Linked DNA regions of Pan troglodytes: region 1 is linked to region 2. The links are chromatin contacts, called in public HiChIP or PLAC-seq maps. All regions are on one chromosome and are shown on one strand. Each heading gives the region's core, a stretch centred on a gene start, on an enhancer-like site or on the middle of the called end of the contact. The rest is flanking DNA. Distances are from core to core; before and after follow the strand shown.

Region 1 (5,121 bases), core at 1,222-3,721, 150 kb before region 2:
CGGGCCCAGTTGACTGTGGCCAGCTTCTCTCTCAGTGCGGAGGCCACAGGGCCAGCCAGGTTGGTTGGGGGGAAGATGGGGCCATTGCAGCTGGGGCACTGATAGCCGGCAGGTGCCGTGTTTCGGGGTAGCTGGGCAGCACGTTCATTGAGGCAGGCCCAGTGAAAGAGATCTTAGGGCCCATGAGACAGGGGAGAAGAGACATGAGGAAGAAGACACTTAGGGCTCCTAGCCTAGCAATAGTCCCCAGACCATTGCAGGACATACGGACACGTGTGTGTGTGCCAGAGCCTTCTCCTCCCCGTCCTGTTCCCTAAAATGTCAGTCTTCTTGGCTACCACCATCTAAGTCCAGGCAGGTGCTACCAAGCTGTCCAGCTCACAGGGGTAAGTTTGGGTAGGAAGAAAACGCCACCTCCCCTTTCAGTCCTTTCAATGAGTCCTCTCTGGGCCTGCACTCATCATATTCTTTGGGCTAATGGCTAATAATGAACAGTTTCAGAAAAGGTTCCTCGATACACACACAGGCACACATATACATGTACACATCCCTGGGCACAAATGTACATGTCCTTATTAGCACATAATCAAACACAAGTGGCATTCCCTATATCTACACTATGGGTACAGGAGCCCTCACACATACACATCTATACACTCACAGGTTTGCTAACAGGCACCCTCAACCATGCATTCTCTTGCACTCCCACAACACACCTGTGTTCATATGTTCACATACATACATTTACCCATTCATTCACCCCAAGTACAGATCAACACACTAACACTCATTTAAACACACAATGTACATTAAGTGCCTGCAAGTACACACATGCACTCACAAGGAGAAACACATATGGAGCTGCCTCTTGCATGAGCTCCTTCAAAAACTGGAGCTAAGGCTCTTACCCCAGATTCAGGTCAAAGTCATGACACATATGTCTGCTGACTTCTTTTAGCTAACTTTAATGTGGGAAACTCACTTCCTCTCTGTTTAGCCTTGGAATCAGTGGTGGATCCTGAATATCTGAAAGCAACATGCCGGTCTGGCTAGCTAATAGTCATGGCCACCAGCATACCCGTAAGCTTGACTGGTTCTCGCTGAAACCTCCAGATTGGCAGGGCTTAATTTTTAGGAAAGAGGAACTAGGAGCTTTAATTTTTAGGAAAGACAGTGAGGCCTAGAAAGGAAGAATAACTTGCCTGAACTTACACAGCAGGTAAGGAACTTTAACAGGACTAGAATCTGGGCTCTGAGACTCGGGGGACTCACTGTCCTGCTGCTTGAGGAGGGCCTGGAAACCAGTCACCAAGCTGGCCCCTGAGGCTGGCCTGATCCCCCCGAGGTGCCAAGGCCTCACCATAGCAGACAAGGCGGGTCGTCTCTCGGCTGGCCAGGGGTATGTTGCACAGGCGGCAATTGGGGTTGTAGTCGCTATCTTGGAGCCATTGCAGGTAGGACTGGACGATGCACTGGAGTGGGAGAGAGATGTCACAACTGGTGCTGGGGCTGCTCGGCCTATCACCCCAAGGTCCGACTGTCTCTTTTTCTCTAGCCACAGAGGAGACTCATCCTTTCGTTTGTTCAATCAATAAATATTTATTGAGCACATACTGTGCACCAGACTCTCTCTTGGGGGCGGGGGATATATCAGTGAACAAAATAAATCAAGTCCTTGCCCTTGTGGGGCTTACATTCTAGCGCGGGGCCCCTCATGGATTTGGAGGAAGCCAATACCGCCTTGCCCACCCAGTGCCCTGCTCAGTCGCTCCCCTGAAGGCCCCACCTTGGCGTGATTGGCTACCAGGCAGTGCTCGCAGACGTTGACCCGATGTTCGAAGCAGAACAGGTTGGTCACCTTTCTCTTGGGGCACTTACAAAGCCCCATGATCGATCCTGGGAAAGGGGCCTGAGTTGGTAGGAAGTCAGGTTCTGGTGGCCACCACTACGCTCTCACCAGCCCAGTTTCCACTCTTAACTCCCCCAGACACCTCTCATATTCGCCCCGATCTCAGATTCCTGCCCACTGTCCCTCCTTATGCGGAGAAACACCCCCTGCATAAATCCCGCCTCCGGCGACCCCTCAATCCTTCTGGATCCCGCCCCCGGCCAGGCCCCTCCATCAGAGGCTCCCCGATACTACCGGCCCCGCCCCCAAGACCTCTCCTGAGCCCCACCCCCTCCAAGTCCCGCCCCTTCTCTACAGACCCCAGTCTCTGTGTTTACTGATCGGCCGCTGCACTGGTTCCGAAGGGCTGTAGCGATGGCTCGAGGCGCGGAAGGGCAGGGACCACTCTCCCCAGGGCTCCTGCGCCGCTCCCTTCAGCCCCGGCCGCCCCGATTATCCCTTCGCTGCCACGTCTCTTCCGGGTGCGGCGCGCGCTGATGACGCCATCGCGCCCCTGGGCCACGCCTCCGCTGCCGCCAGAGGTGAAGACGGGTGGAAAAGACTCGGGGTTCCGAGGGCCGCAGACCGCTAGCCCTACGTCACTTCCGCTTCCTTTCCCGCAGGGCGGGTAATTCGAACGTTTTTTGCAGCGAGTGGCCTTCCCGGTTGGCGCGCGCCCGGGGCGGCGGCGCTGGAGGAGCTCGAGACGGAGCCTAGTTATGTCTGGGAGGCGAACGCGGTCCGGAGGAGCCGCTCAGCGCTCCGGTGAGCGGAGGGCGCGCGGGAGACGTGAGGTCGAGCCGTTTGGGGGACGCAGTCCGGTGAAAGATGGCCCCTTCCCTCCCGCTGCCGCCGCCGGAGGAGGCGCCCTTAAAAGGGCTTGTTTGGGAATCTTCTCGCTGTCTCTAGAACCTGTTCTCTGGACTCTAAGGTCTAGAGTCCTCCTCTACCACTTAACTTGTTTCTCTTTCCAGGGCCAAGGGCCCCATCTCCTACTAAGCCTCTGCGGAGGTCCCAGCGGAAATCAGGCTCTGAACTCCCGAGCATCCTCCCTGAAATCTGGCCGAAGGTGAGCCCCAGATTTCTCACTTCCTCCCCTTGTGGCCCCTCACCTAATGTTGAGCTCACGTTCATCCCTCTTCTCCAGACACCCAGTGTGGCTGCAGTCAGAAAGCCCATCGTCTTAAAGAGGATCGTGGCCCATGCTGTAGAGGTAAAGGCTAAAGAGAGTGTTGTGGGTGGTTAGGCGGGCAAAACTGGGGACCAGCTATGTGATCAATTGGTATTGTCCCCCGCAGGTCCCAGCTGTCCAATCACCTCGCAGGAGCCCTAGGGTGAGTTCACTTTCATCTACTTAATTAAGTAGAATCTGGGTCACTCTAGAGCTGGACAGCACACATTGGCTGCTCACATCTGCCCAGGGAGCTGTTTTGCAGTACTGCAAAAACAGTTTGCCTGTGGGCACCTGCATGCATTGCCAGTCTTGATTACTCCCTGAAGACTTAATACACTTAACTTTTTATGCCTTGTGTATTTCTACCATTTTCCTGGAACTTCCTTTAAAAGCTGAGCTATGTCTTAACTCCACGTACTGCCTTTCTAATCCATTCTGCCTTCAGCTTTCATTTATGGGTGTTCTGAGATAAGTCATGTGTATGACATTTTTACAGTTTTAGCAGAAGTTATTATCAAAGGATGTTTCATTAATAGACAATCTGAAGACATACTGACTGAGAAATGTGAACTCCTTTGAAGAGCTGATAGGGCTTAGAGTCAACTGGGGAGAAAGACCAATGACAAGTGATAGCAACGTTGTGTACTGGGACTGCAATAAGGAATACTAGATGCTATGATGGTGGCTAACCCAGACCATGTGGCTCAGGGAATGTTTCGTGGAAGAAGAAACATTTGAACTGAGTCTTTAAAGACAAGTAGAGGCCAGGTGCAGTGGCTCACGCTTGTGATCCTAGCATTTTGGGAGGCTGAGGCGGGCAGATCACTTGTGGTCAAGAGTTTAAGACCAGCCTGGCCAACGTGGTGAAACCCTGTCTCTACTAAAAATACAAAATTAGCCAGGCATGGTGGCACGTGCCTATAGTCCCAGCTACTCAGGAGGCTGAGGCAGGAGAATCGCTTAAACCCAGGAGGCGGAGGTTGCAGTGGGCCGAGATCACGCCCCTGCACTCCAGCCTGGTTGACAAAGCGAGACTCCATCTCAAAAAAAAAAAGACCAGTAGGGGTGTTCCAGGCCAAAGAAGCCATGTTTGCAGAGATTGGGAATTTAAAGAAAAATCAAGGTTCGGGGAATAGCAATTTGTTTAGTGTCTGCAGCAGACCTCAGCAGGGGAGGAAGCACCCTAAGGCAGAGCAGATCCTGATGAGGCACAAAAGCCACACTCATAGCTTGGGCATCATTCTTGGGTCTGTGGGCAGCCTTTGGAGAGTTCTGGGTAAGGTAGTGACTGAGTCAAGTTTGAGTGTTTTAAGAAAGACCCCTCTGGGGGCTGTGGGGAGAATGGTTTTGAGAAGGGCTACCCTGGGGCTCCAAGACCAGTGGAATGACGTGAAGTCCAGGAATTCTGAAGCATGAAGCCAAGGGCGTGAGCTGAAGCCAAGGGCGTGAGCTAAAGCCAGGATGATATACAGTACTGGGTTCAGAGGGAATTGCCCCCCAGTGGCCTTCCCTGACCACCCTTACCCTATTGCTGTCACATTTCTCTATGTAATTCTCTTAGGCCTTACCAGTTCTAAAGACAGGGTCTTGTTCTGCCACCCAGGCTGGAGTGCAGTGCCGAGATTTCGGCTCACTGCAGATCTTCCCTCCTCAGCCTCTCAAGTAGCTGGGACTATAGTCGCATGCCACCATGCCTGGCTAATTTTTTGATGTTTTCTCTAATTTTTTTTTATAGAGATGAGGGTTCACTATGTTGCCCAGGCCGGTCTTGAACTCCTGGGCTCAAGTGATCCTCCCACCTTGGCCTCCTAAAATGTTGGGATTACAGGCATGAGCCACTGTGCCTGGTCCTTATCAGTTCTTATAGTGTATTTTCTTGCATGTTTGATGTCTTTCTCTCCCCCCTCTAAGAACATAGGCACCTTGAGGGTAGGGACTTCTGCCTTTCCTAGTAGCCACTCATTCTTGTTGATTGACTGAGATTCATGGTACATCGAGCAGGATAAAGTTGCCAGGACCTGGGTGACTGCTTGGCTATAGAGAATGAGGAAGTGGTAGT
Region 2 (5,315 bases), core at 2,316-4,815:
TCCAGCTCAGAGCGGCTCATTGAGTCTTTCAGGGAAATTAGAATAGAAAAGAAAGCAGATTACTTACAGAGGCTTCTCACTTATGTCTAGGATAGATGATGGAAATGAGATTAAGAACAAAAGCCCTAATTGTGCATTTAATAAAGACTGTGTTTTACTTATTTTTACGCAACCCACCTCCACCCTGATGTGTCCAGGATAAAGCCAAGCTCCATAAACATTAACTTGGGCCAGGCCGGGTGGCTCATGCCTATGATCCCAGCACTTTGGGAGGCCAAGGCGGGTGGATCACTTGAGGTCAGGAGTTCAAGACCAGCCTGGCCAACATGGTGAAGCCCCATCTCTACTAAAAATACAAAATTAGCCGGGCATGGTGGCACATGCCTCTAATACCAGCTACTTGGGAGGGAGGCTGAGGCAGGAGAATCGCTTGAACCTGGGAGGTGGAGGTGAGGCTGAGGCAGGAGAATCTCTTGAACCTGAGAGGTAGAGGTTGCAGTGAGCCGAGATTAAAAAAATAAAATAAAATAAAATTAGCCGGATGTGGTGGCACGTTCTGTAATCCCAGCTACTGGGGGTGCTGAGGCAGGAGAATCACTTTAACCTGGGAGGCAGAGGTTGCAGTGAGCTGAGATCGTGCCATTGCACTCCAGCCTGGGCAACAGAGCAAGACTCTGTCTCAAAAAAACCAACCAAACAAAAACATTAACTTGAAGAAAGTCTATTCTTAGTTTACTTGAGCCATTCAGATGATTTGGTTACCAAACATTTCCATTCTCCCCTCTGAATCTAGGTTGTGTTTGCAAAGGACAGTTAGCAAATGTCTCTCTCTGTCTCTCTCTCTCTCTGCCATCCCATTGCAATTCTGTTTCTTTATTTCCCCCTCCTGAGTATAATCTAATTTGGGTACCTTTTCAAATGCTATTCAGTCTTGAATTTCCATTCAATGGTTCCCCAGAGCAAAAATGCCCTAGCTAGTGAAGCACTAATGGGAAATGGGGAGAAGGGAAGGAGACCTCATAGAGTCTCAGCCTACTCTGTTCTCATTCTTGCAGCTCTCTCTTCCCGTTTCGATATTTCTTCAGGAAGAGCAGCCACTCTTGAGCCTTCCAAATGCAGCGCTGGAAAGAGGATCATCTCTTGTAGTGACTCCTCCCGAGCCATTCTTCTTCCAACTCTATCCTTTTCTTATGACACTTCAGTCGTGGGGAATGAGGTCCCCATGCTGAGTCCTCTGTGGTTTTATCGTGTCCTTTGCCCCTTTATAATAGATTTTTTTCCCCCAATTTAAAACATTAAGAATGGAACTTTCTAAAATGTTCATGTCCTGAGGGCCGGTTTAGGCCTTTTGTCTTCGGCACTTAGGATCCTAATGACAATAAATTATTTATGAAGAGTTATTGATTGAATTTAGTGGAATAGAGTAAAAGAGAACAAATGCTTCCCTCAAGATACAGAGAAAATGCATGAAACTTCCCTAGGTCTACCTGGTTACTATTCACAGGATCACTTTGGGTAGGTGAGTTTGTGCCAGAGGTTAGGGAATGGGGTCTTTCAAGACTCACTGTCCTGAGCCCTGCTCACCCAAGAGACCTCTTCCCCAGTTCCAGTTTGGCCCCAAATGGTTGCCTCTCCATAGACAAAATGTTTCCCACCTCTCTATCCCTTTAACTGTTTGACAGTAATGCAGATTCGTTTATCAGATTAACTGGAAGTCAATCCAGGTTGGCACCCCTGGAGAAGGCCTGGCCACCTGAGCTGCCTTCAACTAAAGGACTGATCTGTAATAGACACTTTAGCCTCGTGTGGCCGTGGAGAACCAAAATGATCTATGGAAATGTAGGGAAACTCATTTTAGCTCACAACAAAGGAGTCACTTTTTACCTGTTAGAGATGTCCAATATTAGAATGGGCTACCTCATAAGGTAATGAGCCTTGTCACCCAAATGCTTTAAACAGAAGCCATCATCTGTCACATGCCAGAGGGTGCCCCTCAAGAGTGGGAGAGTAGGGGCTGAACTGCTGAGTTCCCACTGCGTCCTGTTGCTATGCTGCCTGCACCCTTGGTGGGGAGAAGAGAAGAGGTGGACTGCTGCGGAGGACCTGGCAAACGAGGACCCAGGTCTTGAGGGGATGGGGGCTGATGGGGAAACCATAGGGTGTGGGAATTTAAGGATTAGTGACATTAGTAACATCACTTCCTCTCAAATTGTGTTTACAGCCTTTACTCGACTGTCCCAAACATGGCCTGTTTTACAAAGCTGCTAAGAAGCATAGCTCCAAATCTGGAGCTGTGAGTGCCCGCCCTGACTCTGACTAGCTTACAGTGAAGCTTTGGGAAGTTGTTTTCCGCTGAGCTCTTATTTTCTCATCCAGAAAATGAGGGGGTAGGATTTGGTGAGTTATAAAGTGCCTTCTAGCTCTAGCAGTCTGTGACTGGCCCTGCTCTTTCTGAGCAGATCAGTGAGGCAATGACCCCGAAGGGGGGCTGCCCAGAATCACCACAGGCTTCCTTTGGCTCTCCACCTTGCCCCAACCCCTCTGGCCACTGCTGCCTGGGGGTCTTTCTCCAGCTTGCCACATTTTTGCTCAAGTGTAGTTTAGCACCATGGATGGACAGCAGATTTGAATTTGAAATCAGCCCTAACATTAACTAGCTGGGTGACTTTTAGTAACTTTCTTTCTTTGAGCCTTAGTTGCCTCATCTATAAAACCAGAGTTGGACAAATAGATCAGCTTTGCTGGGGTTGATAACTTCAGGCCCTTTCAGGAGTCAGGTCCCTGTTATTCCAGGGCTAGGGGAGCACTCCAGCTCAGAACATTACTCTGTAGCACAGGATGCGAATCATCCACTGATACCGTGGCCATGCAGCTCTGAAACAGACAGCAACCCCCAAACCCCCGGCCCTGCCACCAAGCACATCTCAGGAGACCTCCACTGGTATAATTTCCCTTGTCCCTAAGAATCTCCTTCCCCAATCCCTTTCCTTTGCAGTTAGAAAAAGGCAAGCAGGACTGAGTTTAGTGGTTTTAAAATTAGGGGTGTGGCCAGGCACAGTGTCTCATGCCTGTAATTCTAGCACTTTGGGAGGCCTAGGCAGGCGGGTCACTTGAGCTTAGCAGTTCAAGACCACCATGGGCAACATGGCAAAATCCTGTCTCTACAAAAAAATACAAAAGTTAGCTGGTCATAGTGGTGTGCCTGTGGTCCCAGCTACTCAGGAGGCTAAGGGGGAGGATGGCTTGAGTCTGGGAGGCTGGGAGGTGGAGGTTGCAGTAAGCCGAGATAACACCACCACACTCCAGCCTAGGTGACAGAGCCAGACCCTCTCAAAATAATAGTAATAAATAATAATAAAGTTAGGGGTGATCAGGCCCTGAACAGGGAAATGTTCTGTCCAAGGTCACAGAGCAAAGAGAACCCAGGTGTCCACAACTCAGCCAAGAGTCTTGACCCGTGTCGTCAGCTGCACACACGCTGCACACTCCACCAGCTCCTAGGCTTCTCTCCACATCTGACTTATCGAGGCCTGGACTGTGGGTAGCTTTTTGGACAGAAAGAAGCAGAAAGCAGCAGGAGCTGCTCTCCGAGGACCGCACCTCAAAGAGCAAGATCCCCCAGGTGGGATCGCTCTGAGGCTTCAGGCAGGGGAGGCTGGTTTGAAAGCCGATCTCCAAGAGGGCGTGGCTCCAAAATGCTGGCAAATAAAAGCCTGGAGAGCCAGCACCAAGCTGGAGACCAGCAGGAGGCACAGGAAAACTGCAAGCCGCTCTGTTCCTGGGCCTCGGAAGTGGTGAGCTCGCTGAGGCAGGAGGAGCTCTGGGGAGGGTCTGGGAATGTGGATGAGGGCCCTGCAGGCCAAGATGAGGCAGATGGAGGGAGGAAGATGTTTGCGCTCCAGATGGCGAAGAAAATTCCAGGGAAGGGAGAATCACTGCACAGAGGGCTGACACACAGGTCCTTTCCAGAGACAGCTGCTCACACTCACACCCATACACACACACACACACAACAAAGGCAGATACAGGGAAAAGGCAGCACCATTCAGGCACACCTCACCTGTCAGACCAGCCAGCCCTGGCTCACTCACCTGGAATGCAGTATTTAAAGAACTCGCCATCCCACCTGCACACCCACGTAGAGACATCTCCCCACTGTGTTTCAGATGCCTATGGCGTCCCCTCAAACCCTGGTCCTCTATCTGCTGGTCCTGGCAGTCACTGAAGCCTGGGGCCAGGAGGCAGTCATCCCAGGCTGCCACTTGCACCGTGAGTACCTCTGGGACCGGAGGGCTAGGAGGAGTGGAGGTTCTGGGTGGGAGCAAAGAGCTGACAGAGTGGACGGTGGGGCAGGCAGCACCCTAAAGGGCCCCACACTGAGGCACAGGCAACGGGAGCTGGGGCGAGGCAAACCTTGGCAGAGGCGCCATCTACTGCTTGCCTATCTCCTTCTAGCCTTCAATGTGACAGTGCGAAGTGACCGCCAAGGCACCTGCCAGGGCTCCCACGTGGCACAGGCCTGTGTGGGCCACTGTGAGTCCAGCGCCTTCCCTTCTCGGTACTCTGTGCTGGTGGCCAGTGGTTACCGACACAACATCACCTCCGTCTCTCAGTGCTGCACCATCAGTGGCCTGAAGAAGGTGAGGAGGGCCCGGGCCCGGTGGATGGACGCTGGGGTCGCGGGAAGACCAGGGAGATGGAGATCTTAGACAGCCCTGAGAAAGGGGACTGCAGCACGGACTCCCCTCTCCCGCAGGTCAAAGTACAGCTGCAGTGTGTGGGGAGCCGGAGGGAGGAGCTCGAGATCTTCACGGCCAGGGCCTGCCAGTGTGACATGTGTCGCCTCTCTCGCTACTAGCCCATCCTCTCCCCTCCTTCCTCCCCTGGGTCACAGGGCTTGACATTCTGGTGGGGGAAACCTGTGTTCAAGATTCAAAAACTGGAAGGAGCTCCAGCCCTGATGGTTACTTGCTATGGAATTTTTTTAAATAAGGGGAGGGTTGTTCCAGCTTTGATCCTTTGTAAGATTTTGTGACTGTCACCTGAGAAGAGGGGAGTTTCTGCTTCTTCCCTGCCTCTGCCTGGCTCTTCTAAACCAATCTTTCATCATTTTACTTCCCTCTTTGCCCTTACCCCTAAATAAAGCAAGCAGTTCTTGAATTTCTCTCTTTATTAAGTCTACCCCCAGCCAGGGAAAGAGGAGTAGACCATGATTACTGTGAACCCCCCCTTACCCCAGGACACTGTGAATCTCTTCTTGCCTGTGCCCTCCCCCTCCCCCTGCCCAATAAATAAAAAGGGGACAAGGAAGTACA

What was found. HiChIP or PLAC-seq counts read pairs in DNA pulled down with a chosen protein or histone mark.
Region 1: a contact with region 2 is called in an H3K4me3 HiChIP or PLAC-seq map of stem cell-derived excitatory neurons, with 2.8 times the contacts expected there. The contact joins the promoter of CDCA5 here to the promoter of GPHA2 in region 2. A contact is called at or near these places in 1 of 7 Hi-C or Micro-C datasets (stem cell-derived neural progenitor cells) and 1 of 1 datasets of contacts at active chromatin or transcription factors (stem cell-derived excitatory neurons).

The regions. Positions count from the first base shown.
Region 1 is chr9:67,405,058-67,410,178 of NHGRI_mPanTro3-v2.0_pri, reverse strand. It overlaps CDCA5 (cell division cycle associated 5), which reads left to right and starts at 2,471. Exons shown (of 6, transcript XM_009423453.4): 1 at 2,471-2,653; 2 at 2,863-2,957; 3 at 3,036-3,101; 4 at 3,187-3,222. The coding sequence starts at 2,608. ZFPL1 (zinc finger protein like 1) reads right to left here and starts at 2,355. Exons shown (of 8, transcript XM_009423451.5): 1 at 2,227-2,355; 2 at 1,787-1,896; 3 at 1,361-1,472; 4 at 1-172. The coding sequence starts at 1,888.
Region 2 is chr9:67,257,912-67,263,226 of NHGRI_mPanTro3-v2.0_pri, reverse strand. It overlaps GPHA2 (glycoprotein hormone subunit alpha 2), which reads left to right and starts at 3,565. Exons shown (of 4, transcript XM_063783038.1): 1 at 3,565-3,794; 2 at 4,167-4,269; 3 at 4,456-4,640. The coding sequence starts at 3,696. It overlaps PPP2R5B (protein phosphatase 2 regulatory subunit B'beta), which reads right to left. Exons shown (of 18, transcript XM_063783028.1): 18 at 5,156-5,315. It overlaps MAJIN (membrane anchored junction protein), which reads left to right. Exons shown (of 9, transcript XM_054662445.2): 9 at 1,056-1,400. The coding sequence ends at 1,104.